2 separate regions of the Sus scrofa genome follow, and region 2 is linked to region 1. A link is a contact called in public Hi-C data. All regions are on one chromosome and are shown on one strand. Each heading gives the region's core, a stretch centred on a gene start, on an enhancer-like site or on the middle of the called end of the contact. The rest is flanking DNA. Distances are from core to core; before and after follow the strand shown.

Region 1 (5,752 bases), core at 953-3,452:
CAGGGACAGGGTGAGCCTGGCCAGACCGAGTTCGATGCAGTTCCAGGTAGGGAAGAGGTAAAGATTATTTAGATTCAGTTTTTGGAAACTCTTTCCAAGGTCCACACATTGGCCCATTCATTTGTTCCCACTGTGAAATTTCGGAATCCTGGACAATTTCCTACCATCCGTGAAATGCTGCAGTCTGCCCTTGTCACCTGTCAGTTCTCTCTAGGACTTCTTGAATCCTTTATTCAGTTCACACTGACACTAGATGCTTCTCTTTCCATATTTTTTTTTTTTTTTTTTTTTTTTTAGATTCTCCCTCAGCATGTGATATTTCCCAGGCCAGGGATCGAACCTTGCACCACAGCAGTGACCCAAGCCATAGCAGCGACAATGCCAGATCCTTAATTCACTAGGCCACCAGGGAACTCCCCATATTTTCTTCTTGACTATTTCACCTCTGAGCAAAACAAAGAATTTCCATTGAGGCCTCTCTTTCCTACAAGCATCATTTCTGACTGTGTTATGAGAAAGGGTTTCCCATCATTTTTGACACAAATTGTTTGGCCTTTTATCTCTTTTCTTTGATGTTTTGTTTGAGTTCCAGCTCATAAAGTCTTTTTTCAAAAATTTTTATTATAGTCGATTTACAATATTCTGTCAATATCTGCTATTCAGCAAAGTGCCCTGGTCATATATATATATATATATATACACACACACACATACACATATATATTCTCTTTCTCATATTATCTTCCATCATGTTCCATCACAAGTGATTGGATGTAGTTGCCTGTGTTGTACAGTAGGACCTCATCGCTTACCATCTCATAAAGTCTTTTTTTTTAATAATTTTTATTTTTTTCATTGTAGCCGGTTTACAGTGTTCTGTCAATTTTCTACTATACAGCAAAGTGACCCAGTCACACATACGTATATACCTTCTTTTTCTCACATTATCCATCATGCTCCATCACGAGTGACTAGATACAGTTCCCAGTGCTAGACAGCAAGATCTCATTGTTATCCACTCCAAATGTAATAGTTTGCATCTATCAACCCCAGACTCCCAGTCCATCCCACTCTCTCCTCTGTCTCATAAAGTCTTAATGATACATCCTAAGACACTCACAAAAAAAAACAAAAAAAAAAAAAAACAAAAAACAAAAAAAAAAAACAGGCCCTTGGAAGTTCCTGCTATAGCTTACAACAGGACTAGTAACAAGCCCAACTAGTATCCATGAGGACGCGAGTTAGATTCCCGGCCTTGCTCAGTGGATTAAGGATCTGGTGTTGCCATGAGCTGTGAGGGTAGATCACAGACAAGGCTCAGATCCTGAGTTGCTGTGGCTGTGGCATAGGCCTGCAGCTGTAGCTCTGATTCGACCTCTAGTCTCACTTGGTTATTACTCCTCCTGCTCAAGGTGCAGCTTCAGTCTAGTTACAACTCTGCATCTTCTCCTCTGTTACTTTCTCCTGTGACTTTTGTCACACCTTCACTCCAATTCCTGTTCTGCACATATTATTACTGCGTTCTCCAGAGTCTTCCACCTCTGAGTTTTACCTCATGCTCCGAAGCTTTCTTTCTTTCTTTCTTTCTTCTTTTAATCTGACTTTTTTTTTTTTTTCGGTCTTTGTAGGGCTGCACCCATGGCATATGGAGGTTCCCAGGCCATGGGTCGAATCGGAACTGTAGCCACTAGCCTAATACCACATCTCATGACAGGATCCAAGCCTTGTCTGCGACCTACACCATAGCTCTAGGCAACTCGGGATCCTTAACCCACTGAGTGAGGCCAGGGATCAAACCCAAGTCCTCATGGTTCCTAGTGAGATTCGTTTCTGTTGAGCCACGATGGGAACTCCAGAAGCTTTCTTTTATGTTTTTATTTATTTTTTAAGGGTTATAAATTTTATTTATTTATTTTTTTATTACTCAATGAATTTATTACATTTGTAGTTGTACAATGCAGAAGCTTTCTTTTAAATGGGTCTTGATCCCTGGGATCGCCTGGTAGATATTTAACTTTGTCCCACTTCTTGGCCTAATTTTACTCACTGCAGCCACCCCACTCTGACCAGCTCTGACCCTCTGCTCAGCTCCTTGCCAACCTACTGGAAATTCTTTCTTGGACCACAGGAACCACACCAGAGGTTTGGAGCAGGGGAATTCCTGCTTCTGCGAGTCAGCAGGCCAAGTGGAAGGGAAATTCCTCAATCAGGACATGAAACTCAGAGGTAGAAAAAAGTAGATTCATTCTCAGATCTCACGAGGTCTGTGATGTGGAGCAAAACACAAACATCAGAACCTCAGTTTTCTTGTCTATAAAAATGGAAGACATAGAAGCTGTGTACACCAGGTCAGAGAGTCCTTTGAATTAATTTCCTATGAGATAATGCATGAGAAAAAACTTTAGTCTACAAGGTAATAGGTAATAGGTTCTACTTAGAGGTAATAAGTTCTAATTATTTTGCTATTTTTTTTTTTTTTTGTCGTTTATCTCTTTTCTTTTGCCTGCAGGAGTGAGGGAAACACCTCTGGTGCCTTAGTGGGAAATTGGAAGGCCAGGTTCTTCCTGGAGGTTGAAGGATTAATGATGGCAGAATTAATGATATATAGTAATACTCCAACATTTAATACATATTACTGGGTCCCTACCACATCCTAGACCTTAAAGATGCACGTGTGGTTGTGGTAGTCTTTGCTTACATTTATAAGAGCCTCCCTGTTTGGCTGCCCATCATTTTTCGAAAAACGTCTGATCCCGTGACACTTATGTTTCAAATCCTTTCTCCCTGTTCTACGTGTATCTGTCCCCCATCGCTGACAAAGATCGTCCTCTTGCTGGCCCTGCTTGCTGGATCCTGAAGACACAAAGATCAAACACATCAGCATGCGTCCTCCTTTCACCTTGACCTTGTTTCCTATGCACAGGCTTTCTTTCCTTCAAGTGCTCCTAGAATGTCAGTTACTTTCACTTGGCTGCTTCCTGCACATTCTTCAAGGCCCTGATTAGTTAGACTGGGGGAAGCCGCTCTGCCTCTTATGAGCTGAGGCAGAGCCACCTGACTGCCAGTACTTACTGCTCAGACCTGCATCCTTGGACTGAGAGCTGGCTGAGCACAGGGTTGTATATCTGTTCCTCTCCATGTGTCCAGGATCAACTATATGTCTTGGTACAAATGCCACCCTCATCAATGCCAGAGAATGTCCCTAGGCACATTATTTCTGTAAAAGGGTTACAACGATGAGGGAGGTCGTGCCCCCTGCTGTGGGAGCAGCAGTGACTGACTCTGCTCTGGGAGTCTGATAACTTACTTCAATGAGGGTGAACCCTTGAGCTGGAGTTGAAGGTTGAGCAGTAGGCTCCTCATTGGGGAAAAGTGGTAGGAGATGTGTGGGCGGAGAAAGAACGCTGTTACATAGGGAATGAAAAGTGGGTAGATGGGAAGCGGCAGGAAATGAGTCTGGGAAGGAATGGCAAGATTGGGCTGTGAAGAATTGCGAATTTTTTTTTTCTTTTTAGGGCTGCACTTTCAGCATATGGAAGTTCTCAGGCTAGGGGTCAAATCAGAGCTGCAGCTTCCAGCGTACACCACAGCCATGGCAGCATGGGATCTGAGCCATATCTGTGACAATCCACAGCTTTATCCTTAACCCACTGATCCTTAACCCACACTGATTGCGTCCAAGGATCGAACCCAAATCCTCATGGATCCTAGTCAGGTTCTTAACAGGCTGAACCACAGTGATAATAACTCCAAGAACTGTCGACTTTATCCTCAAGGCAAAGGAGTGTCTTTGATGGATTCTAAGTAAGAGAGAGAAAAGTTCATAATTATGTTTCAGTTCTCACTCGACTTTGAGTCCACTATGAGTTAGACAATTGTTTATCAATCATCAGTCCTTCTTTATCAAACTAGGTATGCCTATTTAGTGTTTTACCTAATGTTTTTAATTTAAATTTTATTCTTTTATTAGAGTTAAATATCTTATTAAAGAGGAGACTTTATATAAGTCCAATACACAGAAAAATCTATTATCAACGTCCAGAAATATAAATGTGTGTGTTCTTAAAAAATTCATTTAGGTATTGGCTACTTAGAACACCATGAGATTTCTAGAACAGTCTCCAAGATCTGAGTCATACTTTGGAATTATCAGGTTAATTAGTTTGGGCTGAACTAATTTGATCTGGTGTCTTGATCTCCATATATAATATCAGTGTCTTTGAAAATGACTCTTGGGAGTTCCCTTCATGGCTCAGTGGTTAACAAACCCGACTAGGATCCATGAGGATATAGGTTCAATCTCTGGCCTCGCTCAGTGGGTTAAGGATCCAGCGTTGCCATGAGCTCTGGTGTAGGTCACAAATGCAGCTTGGATCCCCCATGGCTGATGTGGCTGTGGTGTAGGCCGGTAGCTCTGATTCAACCCCTGGCCTGGGAACTTGCATATGCTGCGAGTGTGGCCCTAAAAAGAAAAAAAAAGAAAAGAAAAAAAGAAAATGCCTCTTGTTTCAAGTAGGACTCTTACAAATACGTTTTTTGAGCAGAATCTTTTCTTTTTCATAGTTATTATACAATATTGGCTTTATTCCCCATGTTGTACAATATATCCTGGTAGCTTATTTTATACATAAGGGTTTGTACCTCTAAAACCCTTACCCCTTAGAGCAGAATCTTTTCATAGGTTGAGGCTATTACATTCTGCTGTGTCCTTATATCAGATTGAGCTGTCCCTTCCCTGTTTCAAATTTGGGGAGTTTTTCTACAGGTGAATTTAATGTTAGCAGTAATTCTCTGGTTAGCGACAGTGATTTAATTTAATTTAATTTTTTTAATTTATTTATTTATTTTGTCTCTTGGATTAGAATGGAAAACTACTCTCTGAAAAGAGCAACCCAATTGAAGTGGATGAAGTCTATGACTATCACCAGGGCACATACGTGTGTGACTACACTCAGTCGGATAATTCAAGGTCATGGACAGTCAGAGCTGTTGTTCAAGTGAAAACCATTGGTAAGCGAGAGTTTTGGTTTCAATATTTGCGATTTTAACCCCAATTACCCAACTAAAGTTATCTTTTCTGGTTTAGTGATATTTTTCCTTTTTGAGGGGGAAAAAACAAAAAGAGAGATAGTCATACCGTGTAGTCATGTAAAGCCTGAAGTGTTGGTAAAAATCAGTTTTGCCATCAACCTAGAATCCATCCTCCAAGGAAGGATTAGTTCTGGATCATATTCAAGTTGTCACAAGTTGGATTTTCTGCTCATCAATCCTGGCTTGTTGTGTGATAAATTACAAAACAAGATGAAATATTCATGCACAGAAATAAACAGTATTAAATCCTTCACCCGTAAGAAATAAATTTTTAAAAATATGAAATATCTCGCACCCCGCGGTGAGTGACACCCATGTACCTCTCGCCAGCTTTAATAATAATGGTTTCTCCACATGCTAGAGTCTCACTTTTTCTTGAACGAAACAAACATTACAGATATAGCTTGAGGTCTCTGCCCTCAGCCCTTCCCACTTCCTCTGTTCGCAGATGTCATCCACAATTAGCTTGTATCCTTTCCATTTATGTGTTGGCTACATAAGTATGTATCTGTCAGTAAAACAGCATCTTGTTTTGTGTTATAAGACATGTTCTGTCTTATAGACACATGGTATTGCTCTTGGCGTTGGTTTGCCAGCATACACCCCATCAGCAGCAGATCCCCGTGGCTCTCAAATAATATTTAGTGGATTCAGACTTTCC
Region 2 (6,413 bases), core at 2,154-4,653, 180 kb before region 1:
CAATGTTCTGGGGGCCCCTGATGGATGGAAACTCTGAGCGCACCCATCCCTCTCGCCTCCTAAACCCAGGTAGCTTCTAAGGGATGTAACCCTTTAGCCACTAGTCCTAACAAAACTGAACCATAGTCGTCCTCCCCCTCCCCTTCCCTCCCCCTCTCCCTCCCCCTCCCTCCTGCTCCACCTCCCCCCTCCCCCTCCAGGAAGTGGAAATTAGACCTTGTAGTCCTGGCTCTGCTCCTCCCAAGTCACCTCTCCCCAGAGCCTTTCTACTCCTTCTTGTTCTTCTCCTCCTCCTCCTTCTTAACTGAAATCCTCAAAATCAAGAAAGCCAGTACCATGTCCTCCTTGAATTTTTTTTTTTTTATTTTTATTTTTTTGCTTTTTATGGCTGCACCTGCAGCACATAGAAGGTCCCAAGCTAGGTGTGTAATCAGAGCTACAGCTGCCGCTCACAGTTCTCAGCAATGCCAGATCCTTATCCTGCTGAGTGAGGCCAGGGATCAAACCGAGTCCTTGTGGATCTTAGTCGGGTTCATTAACCTCTGAGCCACAAAGGGAATGCTTGCTCCTTGAATTGTAAAGGAAAATGTGGAATCTATAACCTGTACAAAGCCAATCCATTTAAGTAGGTTTTTCAGTAAAGCGTCTGTTTCGCTTTGCTTTGTCTTGTCTATTTTGTCTTTTCAGGGCTGCACCTGAGGCATATGGAGGTTCCCAGGCTGCGGGTCTAATTGGAGCTATAGCTACAAGCCTACACCACAGCCACAGCCACAGCCACGCCAGATCTAAGCCATGCCTGTGACCTACACCACAGCTCACGGCAATGCTGGACCTTTAACCCACTGAGTGAAGCCAGGGATGGAACCCACAATCTCATGGTTCCTAGTTGGATTCGTTTTCACTGCACCACAATGGGAACTCCCTATTTTTTTAAATTTTAAATATTTTCTCTTTTTTCTTTCTTTAAATTATTGTTGATTTGGCATGTTGTGTCAATTTCTGCTGTATAGCAAAGTGACCCAGTCATACATATTTATCAATATTTTTCTAAATAATCTGTAGGTTTGAGTCTATCATTGACTAAAACTCTGAAAAACACACAATTAGCTTTTTGCTACCTTGGCAGGACAAGCTGCTTGAATATGGCAATGAGCAGTGTTATTTTTCCTGCCCTTTGGACTGTTTCAGGGAGGGTTTACATTTTCAGCTGACTTTCTCAGAGGCTCTTTTATTCCAGACAGTTGCCACTGCCCACCTTTGATGCTCTGATTTGATCACCCTTGACTTATTCCTAGAAGCACACCCAGCATTTATCTGCAACCACCACAAAGATTTTACCAAAGCAGACAGGATAGCAAAGAGACTGGAATCTGCAGGAAGACACCGTCAGAGGATCAGGCTTCAAGGTGGAGCTTTTCTTGTCTTTACAGGAGGGTGCCCAGCCCCCGCCTCCCACCCCCTCACAAGAACAGAATCTTTTCTGATTTCAGACCTGGCATGGGGCCAAGGGGGGGCAAGCATGCACTCACACTGGCTTAAACAGGTGGCACTAAATGTTTTGCTGGACGGATCATGCTCTCTTTGGCTTTGTCTCCTCATCTCTGCCTGCCTCCAATTTCCTGCTGCAGGTGGGGCTGGGGCCATTCTGGAGATGCAGCTGAGCTCAGACACAGAGGAGAGCCAGGTGGAGGAAGAGCTACGGGCATGGCCGTGGGTTTTGGTGGGTGAGAAGTCTCTGCCTGAATAGGCGTGCCCTTGCCCTCTCTGGCCACATGAAAACATGAAACTGTAGCCATTGAAAATATTAGCCATCCATGACATAAATTTCATTCCCAAATTTTAAAAATACATCATAGTTTTAATTTGTTGAGCACTCGTGAACATCACAAAAATTATCTTTGACTCATCTAGAAAATAAAAACCTGGGTCTACTACAAGTAACTGGTATGTCACCATTTAGATATTTTCACCTTAAGTACCTACGCTGGTGGTGGTGTCAACTGAAAAACTGGCAAAACCCAAAGTGTGATTCTAGAAAAATGTGAGGATACTGTGCAAAAGCTTTTATCACCCCTTGCATGGTGGATGTATTATTTCTTAATCTGAGTCACTGGCATCTATTGTTTTATTTGATTTATTCCTGTTGTCCCTGAACTCACCTGGAGAACCCTGGAGGTCCAAGATGTATATGGTGATGCTGTGGTCCCCACAGCCCCTCTGACGTGCATTTCCCTGATTTCCCTCCCTTCTCAGTGGTGTTATCAGAGGATTTATTTGCCTTCCCCCAGCAACCACCTTCACCACTACCACCGCTACTCCAATTCGCATCTTTCTGGAGAACAGAAAGATTTATAAGGACCGAGGCTTGGGCTGGGGTTGAGTGATTTTTTTCAAAACATTAAACATAGTCAGCTCCCAGACCAAGCCCCGTGCAGGACACAGCAGGGCTGCAGAGCCTAGATTCCCAGGATTTGGCTGAAGGAAGACAATTGTTTACCAACAGCTTTCATAGATTTTAAACTGAGAATTATGGAATTAAATATATTTTATATTCAAGTTTTTGTTTTGGCTCCATGGGTTAAGAACCCAACTAGTATCCATGAGGATGCAGGTTCAATCCCTGGCCTTGCTCAGTGGGTTAAGGATCTGGCATTGTCTCAAGCTGCTGCATAAGTCACAGAGGAAGCTTGGATTGCTGTGGCCGTGATGTAGGCCAGCAGCTGTAGTTCCAATTCATCCCCTAGCCCAGGAACTTCCATATGCTGCAGGAGCAGCCCTGAAAAGAAATACATATATATATATTTCTTAAAAATATTTATAAAATAATATATATATAATATTTACACATATTTATTAAAGTATTTATATATAAATATATTTTACATTGCAACTCAGTAAACACAAACAGTGAAAACAAGATTCAGTTCTGTCGTTGGTTCTATTCTCTTCTGTCTAGTCTTGCTCAATTTTTTTCACAGTGTGGGTCCCAGTCCCTTGATTGTTTAAAGACAGACTTACTGTTTCCAAAGCAGACAAACCCAGCTGTCTGAGCTCCAGCTCCCCAGCCAGCCGGGTACCACTCCATCATGATAATCTGCTTTCTTCAATCAACAGGCTTCATCACGAAGATATTTTGGCTCCTCTTGGATGACCTAATTGCTGGGTCAGTTAAGTTTGTTGTTTTAAGTGACCGCAGGCCCACAGAAGTATTCCCAACAGCAAAGTCTTGAGTGAACATAACTTCCTGCCTGTGTAACAGGATGACATCAAGAGGAAAAGAAAGTTGCCCCGTGGGTGAAGAACCTTGTGAAAGAGAAAAGCATTTCCTCTGTAGGGACCCAGGCAGCCTGAGGTTCACGCCCCAACTTGGAAACACCAGAAGCCACGCAGAGCTTCCCCACGGCGCCGCTGCGCCCTCTGCTGGCGGCGGAGGCGATGCTCCCCGTGACCGCCCGCGCGAGCCCCCAGCTCTCCCTCCACCCGGCTCTCCTCTGTGCCTGAGTTCAGCGGCATCTCCAGAAACACCCCCCAGCCCTAGCTGCAGCAGGAAATTGGAAGCAGGTAGAGACAAGGAGACAGCCAAACAGAGCATGTTCCGTCCAGCAAAACGTTTAGCCCGTGTGAATGCATGCCTCTCCCTCAGGGCCCTATTCGGGTGAGGGGGTGGGACGTGGGGGCGGGGCAGCCTCTTGTTAAGACAAAAATCTCCACCTTGAAGCCTCCTGTAAAGAACCCACAGCCTGCGGGGATATCCGCCTTCAGACCAAGACCCCCCCCGCCCCCCCCCGCCCCCAGTCTAGAGGTCAAATTGGCGCTAGAGCTGCCGGCCTATACCACACCACAGCCGCAAGCAACACAGGATCCGAGCCACGTTGGTGACCTACACCGCAGCTCAGGGCAACGCCAGATCCTTAACCCACTGAAAGGGGCCAGGGATTGAACCCTAATCCTCATGGATCCTAGTTGGGTTCATTAACCGCTGCACCACCAAGGGAACTCCAACGGTTGTCATCATTAATGCCCACTGGGAAAAGGACCGAAGTAGGTAAAAAGGGAATTCACAAAACAAGGGCTAATTCCTACGTAGACCTAGTGAAGGAAAAAGTATAAAACATCACAAATCATCTCTTGGTACTAGTTGGGGATGGTTACAATGTGCCAGACTTGGTACTAATCTCTTTTAGTGTGTTTTCCCACTTATTACTCTCAGTGATTCTATATTTTCTCCGCTTTAAAAATGAAGAAATTGAGGCTGTAAGAGCTCCCCCAGGGGTAATGCAGTCGTATAAAATGGTCTTAGGGAAATTTATTACTGAGTATTTGGTGATATTGTAGCATTACCTTTAACATTTTAGTATGATAATTGTACCCTTGTTATGTTTCCAAGAGAGTCCTTGTGTTTTAGACATGGTATAGTGAAGCACTTACAGATGAAATACTAAGATGGCTAAGATTTGTCTAAAAATCATCATCCAGTTCAAGGAGAGGAAGAACACTTGAGAGAAAGTGTTTTTTGTTTTTTTGTTTTTTTTTTCTTGTTTCAAGAAAGAAACACTTGAAACAAGAGGACCATGAATAAGGGTCATGGGGACCCATTATCTTATTTTCTCTATTTTTTGTACATACATGGAATTTTCTCCAAAGAAAAGTCTGAACATTGAAGTGGTTGAAGATTTTTTTTTTAAACCCAACTAACTCTCAGGTGAGCAAACTTGCCTAGAAAAAAAAAAAAAAAAGACATTTTTCTTTTCTAGCTAGGGAAAAAGGCTTTTGGTTTTCTTTTGTTTTCAAAATATGAGCAACTTTTTCTTTTCCTGATTATTTGCTCATTGGAGTCATTTATAAAACATGAAATTATTATAAAACAATATCTATTAGCCTCTGTCTGTCTAATAAAGCATTCGCATCCTTAGACTCGTAGAGTGGCCGCATGTGCCCCAGAAACACGGTCTTGCATCATGCGGAGTGGGGAGTGCAGAGCAAGGTGCTGGCAAAGGTAGGCTGGAGGAAGGAGCAATGGGCGTACGGGATGCAGGGGCATTGGTGAGATGTGAGCGTGGTCCCTCCTGTCCAGGTCTGATTGGCTTCCAGACAAAGCAGGGACGATCTGGCCTGATGTTACTTGTATCTTTAATCTGAGATTGAGGCCAATATCTGTTCCAGGTGCAGGACTTCCCTAGGGACTTTACTTAGTGCGGGCAGCTCAGTATTGGGCAGGAGCCCTTGAAGGCTCTGCCTGCTCCATCTCTCAGGGTGTGGCCTGAGCCAGAGATCCCAGAAGATGTGCTTTGCCTGGATTCCCGGAAGGCCCCCCCTCCACCACACACACGCCCCTGCTCCAGCCTCCATCTCTCACACAAAGGTCAGAGTCCTGACTTTGGGGGTGGGGAAGAGAGAGCCCTGAGGGGTTGTTTGCTTAGCAGATTCATGATGCTCCAACAAATGCCCCAGACCAACCTTTTGTGGTTTCATTGTCATCTTCTACCACACATTCATTCAGCACATGGACCTCCTGTATAGATATGAAGATAACAAAATCTGGTGGACAGATGGGGTAGCAACAAGAAGGTGGGGGCAGAGGGTGCAGGGGAATGCAGAGCAGAGGGAGGTAAGAACAAATCATGGGCAAGAAAATAAGTTGATTGCTGATCATGTATCTTATCTACATCTATATTGATAGTGATATCCATCCATAGCATCTGTAGTATCTAAATGCAGCAAGAGCCACAAGGAGATGTGGCAGCAGGAATGTGACCATGCTAAATGAAGGGGCTATGGGGACTTGGCTGTTTTCCTTTGAACCCCTGCCCCACAAGATCTGTCTCCATACTGCCACCAGGCTTCAGCTGAGGAAAGAGATGCAGCCAGAGGCCACTGGGGTCCTGGAACATGCCATGCTGTCTGCCACATTGGTTGGTTTAAGTTAAACCCAAGGTTAAGCCCTCCACAGGGAGGTTGTTTTGGAGGCTGTAGAATAAATAGTTTTGAGTGGTTTTTCCTTGGTATTCAGGGAAATTGTCCCAGGCTGGAGGATGTGGGGGTACCTGGGTCGCCTGGGGGGCGGGGTGGTGGTGGCGGTGCTCTGGAGGAGAAAGTTCTGATTTGCTGATGACAGAGCAACTTGGAGAAGAATGGCCTGTCCTCAGGGCTGTGATCCCCTCCTCAGCTCCAGAGCAGCCCTGGCTCCATACTCTGCCTCCTATCAAGGATGGTGAGTGACTGCCATGCAGCCTGCCTGTGAACCCTGGGAAGTAGCTACCTGTCTTCCCCCAAGGACAAGAATGGAGCAACGGGACATCTCAAACCCATAAACCCACGTGGCGCCCGCGATTGCTCCAGGTTTCCAGCAGGGGGCGCCTGGACTTTATTTTTTATTTTATTTATTTATTTTTTCAATTTCAAATAGTTCCTCT

What was found. Hi-C and Micro-C count contacts between places; a contact is called where the count stands out from the background.
Region 2: a Hi-C map of embryonic fibroblasts shows a contact between it and region 1, with 3 times the contacts expected there. The contact joins two enhancer-like sites. A contact is called at or near these places in 13 of 47 Hi-C or Micro-C datasets (alveolar macrophages, blood, embryonic fibroblasts and 8 more).

Annotation. Positions count from the first base shown.
Region 1 is chr3:51,778,456-51,784,207 of Sscrofa11.1, reverse strand. It overlaps IL18RAP (interleukin-18 receptor accessory protein), which reads left to right. Exons shown (of 12, transcript XM_005662356.3): 5 at 4,863-5,010. Among named protein-coding and RNA genes, the nearest start is that of IL18RAP, 13 kb to the left of the region's middle. Within about 2 kb of position 2,202, at least 2 of the 83 cell types and tissues checked have an H3K27ac peak or open chromatin away from gene starts, as enhancers often do. A contact at or near this core is called in embryonic fibroblasts, where this site is marked.
Region 2 is chr3:51,961,816-51,968,228 of Sscrofa11.1, reverse strand. No RefSeq gene overlaps it. Among named protein-coding and RNA genes, the nearest start is that of IL1RL2, 47 kb to the left of the region's middle. Within about 2 kb of position 3,403, at least 24 of the 83 cell types and tissues checked have an H3K27ac peak or open chromatin away from gene starts, as enhancers often do. A contact at or near this core is called in embryonic fibroblasts, where this site is marked.